Regions from separate parts of the Sus scrofa genome. Here region 1 is linked to region 2. The links are chromatin contacts, called in public promoter capture Hi-C maps. All regions are on one chromosome and are shown on one strand. Each heading gives the region's core, a stretch centred on a gene start, on an enhancer-like site or on the middle of the called end of the contact. The rest is flanking DNA. Distances are from core to core; before and after follow the strand shown. Region 1 holds the start of LOC100511653 (olfactory receptor 2A2-like). Region 2 overlaps ARHGEF5 (rho guanine nucleotide exchange factor 5).

Evidence for each region. Promoter capture Hi-C pulls out the DNA fragments that hold promoters and counts their contacts.
Region 1: a contact with region 2 is called in a promoter capture Hi-C map of liver, with 7 times the contacts expected there. The contact joins the promoter of LOC100511653 here to the enhancer-like site in region 2. A contact is called at or near these places in 1 of 5 promoter capture datasets (liver) and 8 of 47 Hi-C or Micro-C datasets (embryonic fibroblasts, epiblast stem cells, liver and 3 more).

Annotation. Positions count from the first base shown.
Region 1 is chr9:113,487,416-113,491,370 of Sscrofa11.1, forward strand. LOC100511653 (olfactory receptor 2A2-like) reads right to left here and starts at 2,466. Exons shown (of 1, transcript XM_013977867.2): 1 at 977-2,466. The coding sequence starts at 2,462. The coding sequence ends at 1,530.
Region 2 is chr9:113,362,989-113,367,066 of Sscrofa11.1, forward strand. It overlaps ARHGEF5 (rho guanine nucleotide exchange factor 5), which reads right to left. Exons shown (of 16, transcript XR_002335920.1): 15 at 3,769-4,078; 16 at 1,861-2,522. Among named protein-coding and RNA genes, the nearest start is that of NOBOX, 17 kb to the left of the region's middle. Within about 2 kb of position 1,288, at least 18 of the 83 cell types and tissues checked have an H3K27ac peak or open chromatin away from gene starts, as enhancers often do. A contact at or near this core is called in liver, where this site is marked.

The DNA.
Region 1 (3,955 bases), core at 1,216-3,715, 130 kb after region 2:
ACCTCCAGAACTAGTTCATCCCAAACTGAAACTGTACCAATTAAATAATAACTTCCATTTTTTTCCTCCTAGACCCTTGTAATCATTCTACTCCGTGTTTCTGTGAATGTGAATGTCCTAAGTATATCTTTTTTTCTGTAAGTTCATCTAGCTGAGGGTTTGCCAATATTTTTAATTTCTCAGAAAACCAATTCTTAGTTTCAATGATTTTTTTTGTACCAATTTACTGTCTTTCTATTCTCTACCTCACTTACATATGTTCTAATATTTATTATCCCCTTCCTCTGCCAACTTGAGGTGGGTTTTTTCTATTTATAGTTTAGATATAAAGTGAGATTGTTTATTGGCACTCATTTCTCTTTTTAAATGCATGTGTTTGCTACTCTAAACTAACTTCTTGGTACTGCTTTCACAGCATTTCACTTTTGGTATGTTGTGTTTTTGTTTTCATTCGCCTTCAGCTAGTTCCTTATTTCTGCTCTTTTGAGCCCCTCTAATCACTTTTTCAATTCAGTTACAGAATTTCTATTTTTTAATAGTTTTCATCTCTGATATTTTCATTTTTTTCAGGTATCACTTTCCTCATTTTGTTATCTGTATTCTTTTAGATTATTGAATATCATTATAATTATTATATAGGATTATTGCCTGGTAATTCATAAATATGTCTCCTTATGAGTAGTTTCTTGAGATTTATTTTGTTCCTTCAACTGGTGCATGTTTTCCCTGTTTCATTGTATACCTTGTGAACTTTAACTGAGATTGAGGCTTTTGGAAAAAGTGCTATCTCTTCCAGTCTTCATTGTCTGACTTTGTGAAGGAGCAGACCTTCAGCAGTTAGCCTTTCCTAGAGACTCTGGGGACCTCCCTGACCCTGTCTGGGGATGCAGCTTCTCTGAGTTGGTACATACATTTTCGCAGTTAAAGAGGTTTTCCTAATTTTTTTCTGAAGAGACTTGCTCCCCCTGGTGTTTGTATGAAATGCTACAATCTCTATACTGCAGTAAAAAGTTGGCTGCTTGCCATGTTTCTCAGAGGCCCCAACGAGGAGTCCAAAGTGCCATTCCCACGAGTGCTCTGAGTCAGGCAATACATATAACAAACCCTCAGGGAACTCCTTGAAAAGGCAGAAAGTAGTATGCATGGTCTATTATTCTCTTTACCTCTTAAGGGAGTGTTGGGAGTTGGGAATTTTCTCCTGATCCTGACATGATAAGCCAGTAGTTCCAGCAGGTTAAAAGTGCCATAAAATTGCCTAAACACTGTATTTCTTCTTGGATTTGTATTTGTCTGGGATACTTCAACCTATTATCTCACTTCCGTTGTTCTTACAAAGAGTACTAGTCTATATATTGCTGTCACAGCTGAGGAATGGTTTCTTAGGGGTTCCTATTCTGTCATCCTGCTGATGTTACTCATGAGTAATGCTCATCATTAAAACATACTTCTTCTTGGGGAATTTTCTTGAGACTTTTTTTTTTCACCAGCAATCACAACTCCTAAAGAGAAAACTCCACTGCACCAAAAATTTACCTTGTCCTCTTTTTCTGCAATACTCTGTGGAAGGCAGACTTCACTTGAGCATTCCTTAGACTGTAGACAAGGGGGTTTAGCAATGGGTTGAAAAGGGTGTAAAATAGGAAAAGGATTTTCTGCTGCTCCTCTCGTTGATTATTGTCCGGGACCAAGTAAACCATCATGGCTATGCCAAAGTAGAACCCAACCACACAGAGGTGGGAAGAACAGGTGGAAAAGGCTTTCTTGCGGCCCTCCTTTGACTGGATCTTCAGGATGGCCCAGAGGATGTGCACATAGGAGACCAGCATCAGGGAAAGGGGCCCAACTAAGATGAACACACCATCAGCGAAGAGGAAAATTTCATTGATCCAAGTATTACCACAGGCTAATTTGAGAACAGATCGGATTTCACAGAAGAAGTGGTTCACTTGCTGGGGCCCACAGAAAGACAATCTTAACAGGAGAATTACTTGGACTAGAGCCAGGGAAAACCCACATGCCCAGGAAGTGATGGCCAGGACTGTGCACAGTCTCCAGTTCATGATGACAGTGTACTGGAGGGGATGGCAGATAGCCACATACCTGTCATAGGACATCACCACCAAAATCAGGCACTCTATAGAAGCAAAACTCAAATTAAATATCATCTGCAAAGTACATAAGATAAAGGAGATAGTTTTTTTGTGATTCAGTAGGTTTGCCAGCAAATTGGGCAAATTGCTGGAAGCATAGGACATGTCAATAATGGCTAGGTGAGATAGGAAGTAGTACATGGGGGAGTGCAGTCTAGGGTCAAGGCAAATGAGTCCCAAGATAATGCCATTTGCCAGTAGGTTGAAAATATATAACAGGGAGAAGATACCAAAGAGGAGCAATTCCATCTCTTCAGTGAGCTGGAATCCCACCAGGATGAATTCTGCGATCCAGGATTTGTTGCCCTCCATTGCTAATGATAGGCTGTCTGTAAAGGACCGAAGTGTGATGGAAAGTCAGGTATGCATAGCAGTGAAAATTGGAATTATTTATCGGAAGTGATTTCAGAGGGAGCTTGTTTCTACTTCACCGATTATTTTCTCCAATGTTTACATTTTTTTTTTTTTACTTTTTACTTCGAAGTAATTCAAATTTTCAGATAAGTATCAAGAATCATAAACAATACTAGTATACACATTTTATCAATTTTTTTTTCACGTTGGCCTTGTCATTTCTTTTCTACGTACATAGTATTAGTTTTCTGTAGACCACATGTAAGTAAAATGCAACCACATTCACATATTGACAATTTATTCCTAAACATTTTTGATTTTCACCCAGTAACAGGAATATTCACTAATCTGTTCTCAATATAATTACCAAAATCAGGAAATGTAACATTAACATTGATTAACTATATACAGGATTTTCTGCTCATGTCGTCTAAGGCTTAAATTCAATATCACATATAATACTCATTTTCTCTATTCTAAAGAGTTAGCCTTTCTTGCCTTGAAACTGGTTTTTGTTTTTGGTTTTTTGCTTTTTTAGGGCCACACCCATGGCATGTGGAGGTTCCCAGGCCAGGCATCTAATCGGAGATACAGCTGCTGGCCTATGCCACAGCCACAGCCACAGCAACGGAGGATCTGAGCCACGTCTGCAACCTACACCACAGCTGATGGCAACACAGGATCCTTAACCTACTGAGTGAGGCCAGGGATTGAACCTGCAACCTCATGGCTCCTACTTGGATTCGTTTCTGCTGGGCCACAATGGGAGCTCCCAACACTGGTATTTTTGAAGAGTATGAGTTTTATTTTTCTGTATGTGTATTATCTCTCAATTGGGGTTCTCCATTGATTGTCCATGTTTTAGTTCAGATTAAAATTTTTGGCAGAAAAAAAAAAGTGTCCCTCTTAAAGCCTTCCACTAACACACAGATAATGTTAATTTTTTCCAGTATTGGTGATGTTCTTGTGAATCAATGGTTAAGGTGGTGTCTCCATATTATTTCTGCTATAAAGATATTAATCCATCATTTTTAAGTACTTTTTTCTTTCTGCCTTAGCAAATTATCCTATATTCATCTTGTGGATTTCCCACTTCAGCTTGAAATTAGTTATTTCACTAGTAATATGCCTCCTTTTATTGAAGAATGATGTTTTGAAAGCACTATCTGTTTTGAGTGTTAAATAATTTTTTACCATGATTGTTGCCAAATTTCTGATATCCACATTTAATAGGGAAAATATATAATTTGGGACAGCATATAATTTGTTAAGAGGCAATGGATTCTTACCTTTACACTTTAATCCTAATACATCTTTACCAACTTTATTTATTTATTTATTTATTTATTTATTTATTTATTTATTTTGCTTTTTTGGGCTACACCTGTGGCATATGGAGATTCTCAGGCTAGGTATCTAATCAGAGCAGTAGCTGCTGGCCTACGCCACAG
Region 2 (4,078 bases), core at 38-2,537:
TGCGGTGAGGATATCAGCTCAGCAGATCATGTGCTTAAATCCGAGAGGTAAACAGCAGGTTATTCTAATTTGTTGTTTACAACTCACTGGCAAATCATCTCCCCTTGCCGGGCTCCAGTGGGACAAGTGAGGGGTTAGACACAAAGAGCTCCCAGGATTTTTCAACTCCCACAGTCGATGATTTTCTCATCCCTACAAGTTGATCTCAATAAGAAAGCTTCTAGAACTGGCTGGATGAGTCCATCCAAGGGTTCCTCTTTTCACTGCCTCTCTTCCCTCTCTGTCTCTCTTTTGGCCATACCCATGGCACGCGGAAGTTTCCAGGCCAGGGGTGGAACCCACACCGCGGCAGTGACAATGTGACAATGGCTGGATCCTTAACCTACTGAGCTGCCAGGGACATCTCATTGCCTTTTCCATTTTCCTTTTCTCCCTGAGACGCTTCTGTGATGGCTGAAGTCTCTTGCTGGGCTTGTGGACTCTACCCAGCAGGTCTGCTCACAGTCTCCCATGGCCTGTGGTCCACAGCCCCTTTTCCAGAAGAGTCTGACCTTCTTCCCTGGCATCCTGGAGCCCTGTGGCCTGGGAGCCAATTCAGAACCTCTATCTCACTTGGTGCAATAAAGTGACCCAGCTCTGGCTCTACGTCTGGCTTTCCATCGGCATTGTTCAGAGATAAGTGCCTCTCTGAATCGCTCAGGTAAACTGCCAGGAAAATTGTCTGCCCATTGCTGCTTCTGGAACTCCTTGGGCCAGACTCAGGCCCCTCCCTGGAGCAAGCTCTGCCCTCTGGGACCGTGACTCATGCATCAAGCAGCTGGGATCAGTAGTCACTCCCTCTGAGTTGAGGGAAAAGGTTTATGGGCACACCAACCCAGCTCCTTTCCTTCACAAGAGTCCTGTTCACCCACCCAGAAGGAATAAACGCCCCCTTCCACTCACCTGCGCTCCCTGAGGCTCCTCTGTGCCACGGCCTGGCTTTTGTGATGGCTGAAGGGATTCTATGCTTCATCCTCTTCCAGGGAAGAGGCTGGAGAAATTTCCCCTTTGTGGGTGTCATTTAAAATGGGTGGGTTGGAAGAAATGGGTCCAAAGCTATTCAGTATAGAGAATGTTCTATTTGAATTGTGCCTCAGTTTGGCATCTGTTTCTCCTTAGCTCATTTGCTTGTTACCTTTGGCCCCTTGGCACACCTGATTTCAGAGTTAGAAGATTACATTGAACAACAGGCTTCCAGCTGCTGTAATCATGCAGCGCCTGAGTCATGTTTATAGCAAATGTGGCTCTAAGGTAACTGGACTGTGTCAGTGACAGGGCCAGGTCACCACCACCAAAACATATTTAAATAGAGGCTTGGAAGACCATGTATGAACATGCACAAGTCTCAGTGATGTGTCTCAGGGTGGGTGGGTGAGGCATGATTGGGTCTATAAAGGTCTGCTCTATCAAAACACTGCATTTCTCCATGGGCTTGTGGAATAGACTTGTGGTTGCCAAGGGGGAGGGGGAGGGAGTGGGGTGGTTGGGGAGCTTGGGGTTAATAGATACAAACTATTGCTTTGGAGTGGATTAGCAATGAGATCCCGCTGTGTAGCACTGGGAACTATGTCTAGTCACTTATGACGGAGCATGATAAAGTGCAAAAATAGAATGTGTATGTATATGTGTAACTGGGTCACCATGCTGTACAGTAGAAAAAAAATTGTATTGGTGAAATAACTATTCAAAAGTAATAATAATTAAAAAATAAAATAAAATACAATTAAAAAAACCCCAAAATACTGCATTTCTAATTTGACTTTGTTGTCAAGAAAATGTTATGATCAAGGACAGCATCACTAAATACATAAAAGCACAACATGGGGTCCAAAAGGAAACTGGCTTTATTAGAGGGAAATAAATATGTGTATGAAAAGAAGGGAAGCCAGTGAATGTAATTTCTTTATATTTTCAAAGACTTTTTTTTTTTTTTGGCTAAGCCCATGGGATGTGGAAGTTTCCTGGCCAGGGACTGAACCCGAGCCACAGCAGCAACCCGAGCTACTGCAGTGACTGCAGTGACAACGTCCCATCCTTAACCCACTCCGCCAAAATCCATTTTACCTTGTGTTGTGGCTATAGAAGTTGTTTAGGAGAAAATAAAACTATGGAGAAGAAACATATCTTAAACCGTGAGCCTTCCAGATACTAACATGTAAGCTAATCTTATTAAAGTCATTATAAATGACCATGGCAGAGAAAGTGGTGCACAAAAAAAAAAAAAAAAAAAAAATGTCAAGATTACAATTAACGCTAAGTGAACAGTTGGTGGTGAAAATAAGCTTTAAAGAATGGCTTTCTGGGCTATGTGAGTAGATGAAAGTGACAGACGGAAATTCAGTGTGGACAAACTCACAGAGAAAGTGATTCTGCATATGTTTATAGGAGTTTAAGCTCCAAGCTTGTCATAATTCAGAAAAGGAACAATAAATAGGACTGTCATTGATGTCTCCTGACGACACTATCCCTGTGCACGGTTTTACCTAAAAAACCAAAAAAAAAAAAAAAAAAAAAAGACTGTATATTCATATGCCTCAAAGGCAGTATGTCCAAAAAGTGTTGGGTAATAGTGGTTTGCACAATCTCTCAGAAGAAATTGCTATGTTTGTAACAAAATGATGCCAATCAGGATCAAAGAACAGTGAGTTAAATTCTGGAAATCTGAAGAAGGAAGGGACAGTAGGTAGACCTATACCCAACTTTGAAAAACCCAAACTATAGAAAATATAGTAATTCAACTGAGGAAAGATTACTCATATCTAAGCTTTAATTGTGTTTTTTTTGTTTTTTTTTTAAGACCAAGGTCCTAAAGACAAGTAGAAGCCAATCGTCTCTTAATTTCTCAGATTAGGTGAGAATAACCAGATTAAACCAATATATATTAAATATCTAATGATAATTTTAGTCTTACAGAAGTCAGCTCTACAGGTGCTCCAAAAGCCTGAGCAACTTTAAGCAAAGAAGCAGTCATTCAACTAAAAATACTTTTTGCATGTGTATCATACAAAAGTTGTTTTTTTTTTCCTCTCTGGGAAAGTAAGGAAGAATTTGCCTAGAAAATATAAGGTTGGCTATGGCTCTGTTTGAGCCATATGGCCAGTGTTCAAATACTAGTGTGAACAAAAAATCTGGATTATAATTATTGTTATTACTCTTAAGAAGATTCAGTTGTTAGTTTACACATAATATATACATATTAATATATCACATACTACTAATAAAAATCTAGCTTTATAGAAATAGTGAAAAATCTCAGTCCGACTGCTCTAAATCATCCCTATTTTAGATTTTTGAGCAGTTCAGCCTTTTCAGGTTAAAGTACTATTAGCCCAAACTTAATTACTACAGTGATAACTTTTCTAAAAATTCAGCAAGCTGACATTTTGTTTAATTAATTTTTTTTATGGCTGCACTTGCATCATATGGACATTCCCGGTCTGGGGGTCAAATTGGAGCTGAGGCTGAGGCCTATACCAGAGCAACACCAGAGCTTAGCTCTATCTGTGACCTATGCTGCGGCTTGCAGCAACACTTAACCTAGTGAGACCAGGGATCAAACCCACATCCTCACAGAGACAACATCAGGCCCTTCACCTGCTGAGCCACAACAAGAACTCCTAATTTACACTTTAGGATGGATTGAAAACAAAGTGTGTTATCAAACGTGATACTATTCTGTTATATCATCATTAATTGGGTATAGGACAAAGTTTATAGAATTATTCTTACCTTTGTACAAAGCTGCATGCAATTCTACTTTTGAAGCCCCTAAAGGCAAAGCAGAGTGGTAGAATGTCCAGGGAAGGACTACAATGAGCCAGCTTAAAAGATGACTGTACCATTGCTGTATGAGGGCTCAATATGAGAAAAAAAATGTAAAGGGTGATGTTCTCCAACTGAGAAGGCAACCTGATGGGAGATAAAGAATCACATATCATAGGGTTGGATGTGACTTCGGGGGTGACTTGGTTCCATCCTGCATTTTACATTTAAGGAAACTGAGACGTGGACAGGCTACATTCTGGCCATGCAGTAACAG